2 separate regions of the Gasterosteus aculeatus genome follow, and region 1 is linked to region 2. The links are chromatin contacts, called in public Hi-C maps. All regions are on one chromosome and are shown on one strand. Each heading gives the region's core, a stretch centred on a gene start, on an enhancer-like site or on the middle of the called end of the contact. The rest is flanking DNA. Distances are from core to core; before and after follow the strand shown. Region 1 holds the start of msi2b (musashi RNA-binding protein 2b). Region 2 overlaps msi2b (musashi RNA-binding protein 2b).

Region 1 (3,909 bases), core at 1,317-3,816, 79 kb before region 2:
ACTGATGCAACTGTGTGATTCCAGAAATCGTTGCATTGTCCTTGATTCTAAAGCGAAGGTTGAATTATTATTCAACACACAGATGAGTTCAAAGCATGCGGGATATAAAAGAAAAGGTGTCTATTTCTTCTTACTCGTCATCCCCTTCAATGATCAGAATGTCTTCAACAGCTGCCACCTTTATTAGAAACGCTTCTACGCTGCGGTGATGTTCAGTTTCAAGGAAATCTGTTTGTTCATACTTTGTAGAAGAAAAAAAAAGATACACGCCTTCTCTTTCCTCCTCATTTGATACTTAACGCTCAGCTGCTCTGAAAGCATCGCTGTCAGAGAGCCTAAGGTTGCTTAAAGAAGCATTAGCGTTTTGGGCACTTTCATCAGGCGGTGGTGGCTGCTCAGATTAAAGGAGAACACTGTTTTATTTAGAAATCTATACATTTTGCTCCTTCAATCGGTGTGAAAAGACGAGCTTGAACGTTTAACTAAAGTACTATCCAAAACACATGAAAGGTCTGTTGTTGAAATGCGATAGATCGGAAACAGAAAAGGGAGGTTTGCTTTGGTCCAAACCTGGTTCACAAGCCGTGATCGTATATTATAAAAACGTCACACCTGATGTTACCTTTCTGTCACGTTTGACTTTGCACTCTTCACGGAGCAACAACAGCAAAGAGAAAAGCATTGATAACAATGTTCAAAAGGCGGAATAATGCACAACCCCACTGTGGAACCGGAGACCCCAGTGTTTTTATTTGAGCATAAAACAAGTTGCTCTTCATGTGTTAAATCCACTGTATTTTTGCACACCTTGTGATCGTTTTAAAGCGTGTTGTTCTACAGAGCTCATATTCCTGCATCAATTTATAGCCTCCCTCATTCTTCTCTCTCTTTCTATCTCTGCTGCTGCATGAGTGGATGCAATTTTTTCTCCTTATCCACCGTCACGTTGGAGGCACATGCTGTAGGGTACCGTCACACATTTGACAACTTTTGAAACTTGCAACAGCAATATAATCTTAAATGTTTCACTAAATGACATGGAACAGAAAAATGGTGCGTAGAAGGTAAGTAAAGTGACAAATCTTCATTTTCTTTGAGACTCCGGAGCTACAAGGACTGGCCACCATTTGCCTCCATTAATTTGTTTCACAGATAAAGACAGTCACAACGTGGGGTGTCCCCAAACTAATGACAGAGTCCTAGCTGTTAAACTGTCAAAAGTCATGTTATTTGTGGTTTATCTTAGTCATTGTTTCAAAAACATGCTGCTTGGCTAGATAAGAAATCCCCTCTGGTAGTGCCCCGAACAGTCAGCACAGACGGGCCTGTTAAAAAAAGAAAACTGTGAATAATGAAACAGGATCACTAGTCACGTTTCACGCGGAGCTTGGGACGTTTTGTTGTAATTATTCTTGTGCCACGACAAATGGAAAGTGCATTTATAGAGAATGTATTGTCTTTTTGTCTATCGAGTTCTGTGAGCGGAAATGTGGCGCGGATGCAAGAAAATGTATAATGCATAATTTAAAGCATAATTTGTACATGAGATTTCCTTTTCTTGTATTCTATAGATAGCACTGTGTAAGAAAATGTGTACCGAAAACATATATTAACCCACCGTGAAATGTTGTGCACGTTTGTTTACACATTCCTTTCTTTGCCTTCCTCGTCTTCTTCCTCGGGGTCACCAGAGGGCAGAGGCAGATTATCTCAACATGCCAGCTCTGCCCCCTTGCAGCTCATTACAGGTAATCTACATTAAAAAATGGCTAATCAATCCACTGCATGTATAGATAACTGTATTGATGTCTGCTGGTTATTCTTTGTTGGCTTTCATAAAGGTTCACCTCAATGCCTAATGTGTGTTGGGCACCTTTTAACTCATTTCGAATTCTGATACTCTGCATATTCTGAGCTGTAACTTAAACATATTTAAATGTACATGTTGTTGTTTATATTAACATTATAACATTGCATTGTTGATGCTGTAGCATTGCATTGATCCTTTTTAGAGCTGAAAGGACCATTAAATGTACACCAAGATAAGATGGGTTAAATGACCTTAATAAAAATCATCTCCAATGTGAATATGCTGTGTCATCTGTGTGAATCACCATTTTAAAGTCATAAAGTGCAGAATTTCATTTCAAATATTTAATAATTGTAAAACCCTTGCAAGCCATATACAATCAGGATCGTTTCAATATTAACATGTATGAGGAATTAACCCATTATCTTCGCTTCTGTCTGAGGGACGATATTGCGCGTCGGAGGAATAACAAGTTATTAAATTAGTACAAAGTAATCTTTGTAAAGGCTCACCTGTCGGCGGGATTATAATAAGCAAACATCGCTAATTAAGAGGACCCTTTCTTGGACAGAGCTTTTTTTAATTTATTTTTTTATTTAAATGCTATGTGTCCATTGATTTAGAAGAGCATTAAGCCACTTTCACCTCCAGTGGCTTAGTGCTTAATTAAATGACAAATCGGAGGATTGGTTTGCAGATTGCCTGAATTGACGTCAATTGGATTGGTTAGGTGACAGAGGCAGGCTCCGCCCCCTGTGGGCCAAGGTAGCGCGTGCTGAGAGAGGGAGGGAGGGAGCAGGGGGCTGAGCTGATCCCACGTGTGACGCTTTCATTCCCGGCTCAGTAATATTCTCATAGCGGGGCTTTGCATATCTCCTGCCCGTATCTGTGTGTGTCTGTCACTGTTACTGTAGTCCCAGCCTATAGTTTGAAATAGATATGGAAGCAGACGGGAGTCAAGCCACATCCGGAAGCCTAAATGATTCACAACATGACCCGGGGTAAGAATCTTTCCAAACGTATTCTACGGTCCGTTTTTTTTTTTTTGTTTGTTTTGTTTTGTTGCTTTTTTTTTCTTTCTTTCTTTCACGTTACAACATCTTAAGCGAGGACTTCGACTGCCGTGCTGGATTCGTCCCCCCACAGTACGCACTTAAACCGTGCACGGGTCCGTTTCCACGTTCAGTTGAAAGCCCCCCCTTCAGCTTTTGTAGCGAGAGTGTCCCCCCCCCCCCTTTTATGTAGCGAGACTATATCTATATTTATACATTTGCTAAGCGCCAGCGCGTTTCCACAGTCTCGCTTTTATCCCTTAAGGTCGCTTTTAGAAGTAGTTAGTCGTCAAAATGGCCGAACTGACATCTGGACTCACTTCTGTTGTGTTTTCCCCTTACAGTAAAATGTTTATCGGTGGCCTCAGCTGGCAAACCTCACCAGGTGAGACACTGTTGTTCTCTGTTCCGCCGTGTCCCGGTATTCCGTGTTGTTTTGTCGCTGTGACTGAGTGCTCGTTTGTGGCCGCGGCGGCGGCGGCGGGTGTAATGTGCGAATGTGCACCGTGCAGCAGTGTACTGTACGGGATATCTCACTAGTGTGTGTGTGTGCGTGTGTGTGTGTGCGCACCATGTTATTCTTGATCTCCGTCCACATGAAGTCCTCTATTCGACCCCTATGCGCATCGCGGGGTTTTTCTTTTTAAATGTTGTATTACTGTGTGTGTGTGTGTTCTTGTTTGAAATGCAGTGACAACAGCATAGCCATATGTTTCTGTCAAATAACACCCCCCCCCCCTCTCTCCCCTTCCCCGACATGTTTTTTGTTCTCTATCCACAGACAGCCTTAGAGACTATTTTAGTAAATTCGGAGAAATAAGAGAATGTATGGTGATGAGAGACCCCACGACAAAACGCTCAAGGTAAAAACGCCGGGCTTTTCCTCCTACTTTTCCCCTCCCCGGTGCATGTGACGGTATCGCTCACTTTGCCCGTGTTAATCCGCCGTGCATGTGTTGTGTCCGTGTGTGTGTGTGCGTGCGCGCGCGCGTATGTGTGTGTCGCTGTGTCCGCGCCTGCGTGTGGTTTCCCAGCGAGCCAGATAAG
Region 2 (3,467 bases), core at 251-2,750:
TAGTTGAGCAGAAGCAGGGATTTTTATCCTTCTTTCTGTCTTGCCCGGAGCGTTGCCTCAACTTGTTTTTGATAAGCCCACTGCCAGCCCAGCATCACTCCCTTCCAGCTGAACACACATTGTAAAAGCCACCGAGGAGCACTCGTCCCCCTTTTAAAGACAAATTACCCACTGAAATAAAATTACGTAGTTGAAAAAGGCGTGTGTCAAGAGTGAAAATGCATTTCGATTGTGATTGAAAAATTAACCTCACCAAATACATGTGTGTGTGTGTGTGTGTGTGTGGTGTCTGACTCTCGCACAAGCACAGGGGTTTTTCTCCCCCTGGTGGTTTAGGGGAAACCAGCTGTGTCGGATGTGTTTATGATGGACAGGGATATGTTAATGTTCCCTCTCACCGACACTCAGGCCAACTGGTGGGAGTATTGCCCAAGCAGAAATTGTATTTCATTAAAACCCATTGAATTGGCTCGACCAAATTAGTGTCACTTAACATTTTGCCTGTGTTCTTTTTCTTCTTTTTCTTCATGAGTTATCTCTCGGTAGCACAGCAGGACAATCGCATGCCCTCTAAATGCAGCTCCTTTGTCGTACCTGGAAGCAAATCTTCCGACCCTCCACTGTGTCATACAATGGAGATGGTCTGCAGTTAGCTGCTGGTAGCATGTTTGGGTGGAAAAGAGAGAGGGAGGCAGGGGGGAGTTGGGAAGGAAGGGGGGGTCGTAAACACCTTTGAATTTCATTTGAATGTGATACGAGGTGAGCACAAAATGGACAGGCGGTGTCACGCTCAAGTGACGAGTTGATTGCATCGAAGCATCTGCCAAGCAGCTCTTCCAGCTGCCGGCTCGCCGTGTGGATTTGTGTGTGTGAAAAAAAGAAAGTTCCTTCCATTGAATTGGAAGTGAGACTAACATAGAACAGGAGCTGCCATTGCACCCGTGTGTCCTGTTAACCTGCCCTCAATGTGGTTGCATTGCTCAGGGAGCATATGCTAAAATATGAATATAGCATATACGTTTGCATATTGCATCAATTTGATTTTGGCCCAATACAAATACAATGGCCCTTGTATTTGAGCAAATATCTCGTGTGCGCACGTGTTTGTGTCGTGCGTGCGGTTGGTTTTGTTGGTGAAACAGACTTGTGTAGCGAATGTCCCTTTGGGAAGTAATGCCGCGATGAGAAGTTACGCGTCGAGACTCTGTTACATCTTGACAGGCACGTGGAATTCACCCTCGACTTCACTGAAAGAAAGAACTGAGAAATGAGGCGCTCTGAATTTGCTGAATGCATTCCCCGAAACCTGTTGTTATCAGAGCTTTACAGTCGCTGTGTGCTGATGCGGATTTGCCGTCCTTTCACCCAATTTCTATGCAGCCATAGTTTGCCTATTTCAATACATGTACGTACTCGTCAGGGTGTGTGTGTGTGTGTGTGTGTGTTTCCAGTCTCAGTACTGGGACGGCGTCTTAGCCAGTCCCGGTGCAAAGTCCAGCTGCAGCAGTGTTCCCTGATTGTCTTTGTCCTGCCAGCCGAGCTACAGCTGTGCACCGTAGGCTGCGGTGATGCCAATGTGTTTTTGTGCGGGTTGGTGGTGCAGTCATGGCAGCCCCCCCCACCCCCCTCTCCCCTCCCACAGTGTGTGTTATTTACCCGCTTTTAACATCTGCATGATGCAGGCATGGATAACATAGTTGATACTGGATGTCAAGGTTGCAAACATACCACAACAAAATATCCACCTTTTATTATTTTTCAAATGGAGACATGTTGGGAAGTCATCATTGTTTCCTTCAGCAATAAGTACTTCAAAAGAAGAATGCAGAAGGGCACATAATGGTGCCTCGTGTAATTTAGAGAGCAAGAGGTATTTAAACAACATGAGTTCCATCCCACGGCGCAAAAGATTTGAATTAGTAAACTGGCACATGTGTCTGAATTATGTTCTAATGTTGGTTTTAATGTTTAGTTTAGACAAAAAAAAAGAACAATTTGGTTTATGGCTAATTTTCCACCAATAGCGTTCCTTTTTTTAATTAGGAATAATTTAACAAAATTGCCTCGTTGCCATCTGGTTTAAGGACGCAACACATGCAAAAGAGACGCAATCGTCCCGTTCCATAAAGAAGGGACACTTCACAGTGTGAGGAGTCATAACGTGCCGCTGAAGTTGAAGCGGATTTGGTTCTTCAAGTCAAACAAGATTGCTCGCACAAGGTGTTGATCCCATACCCAACAATATGTTTACTCACCCGCCTTGTACAGTGCTCTGTGTAATGCAAGATTTTGTCAATATATTTATATATATACCCAGCATTCATTACTACCTGCCGCCTCACAGACACGCTCCTCTCTCCCACTCGGCCTGGCTGGCTGCCTAGTTGTTGGCAGCTTGCACATGTGGCCAAACTGTAAATCAGATTCAGACTTTCCATTCAAGTGCCCTCCCCGAGGGACTGCCCTGGCCTTTATTCTGACCTTGTGGACCTTTTTATAGGCTTAGAAAAGAGCAGCAGCAGGGAGATAGCGTCATAGTTCACACAGAAATGAAGAGTTGAGTCTCTTACCTTTTGATTAAAATCTGACCTCGTGGCATTTTCAGAAAATTTGTGAATTTGAGGTGAACTTGTTTTTTTTGGTCTAACATTTCAGCGTACACTGTAAATTATCCAGTTTTTTGAAGTTGGTAATTCTCTCTTGTGTGCTTTAGGTTTGTTGCAAGCGATACTCTCTTTCAGTGCTGAGCCCCTGTTTTGGTCCTTTGCTGCTAAACCCCCCCCCCCATCCCCTCCGTCCCCCTCCCAGCGCAGCTGAGGCTCGGAAAGAGAGTTTGGCAGGGCTCAAGCTGTTCAGCCCCCCCTCCACTCCCCCCTCTATCTATCCCCGCTCTATCTCTTCTCTCCATCACACCTGATTGCATTTGACAAATGCCCCTATTGGCTCCATATCATCAGGTGCAGTGGAGGCAGCCTAAGACTATATTACTCTGCCCATACACCACATCTGTTCTCCATTTTGCATGGCTGACACACTCGCTTCTGCAAGGCTCGAAAGGGGCCAAGGCCCCTGTCAGTGGAACAGCTTCATGAGCCGCAGGTTGCATCGGCTGGGGGAAGTCCTGGCGAGTGCGTTGGACATGGCCGCTGTCAACGCTAATCTTTTAGAAGATGTGGACCAGGCACAAGAGGCACAGTTATTCACCATGGGAGTGAAAAAAAAATCTATATTTCATGGTCCCAACTATTCTATTGACTGACACAATAAGGGAGGGTTTGAATTGGACCTGGAGAATTTGTCAATAATTCCCCCACCCCCGTTGATCACCAAACTGCGGTTTTTCCACCCGTCTTCCACGTTTACCTGTGAAACATTTACTTGCTAGCTGATTACGAAACACAGATTTTGAAAGTGACCTTAAGGAGATTTAGGCACACGGAGGGGGGCGCTGATGGCCCGTCACGGCC

What was found. A called contact is a pair of places that touch in the nucleus more often than the background predicts.
Region 1: a Hi-C map of whole body shows a contact between it and region 2, with 2.6 times the contacts expected there. The contact joins the promoter of msi2b here to the enhancer-like site in region 2. A contact is called at or near these places in 4 of 6 Hi-C or Micro-C datasets (liver, skeletal muscle and whole body).

What each region holds. Positions count from the first base shown.
Region 1 is chr7:19,598,507-19,602,415 of fGasAcu3.hap1.1, reverse strand. It overlaps msi2b (musashi RNA-binding protein 2b), which reads left to right and starts at 2,566. Exons shown (of 14, transcript XM_078107409.1): 1 at 2,566-2,811; 2 at 3,207-3,247; 3 at 3,644-3,725. The coding sequence starts at 2,750.
Region 2 is chr7:19,519,039-19,522,505 of fGasAcu3.hap1.1, reverse strand. All of the region lies in intron 6 of msi2b (musashi RNA-binding protein 2b), which reads left to right. Among protein-coding and RNA genes, the nearest start is that of msi2b, 79 kb to the left of the region's middle. Within about 2 kb of position 1,500, at least 2 of the 9 cell types and tissues checked have open chromatin away from gene starts, as enhancers often do.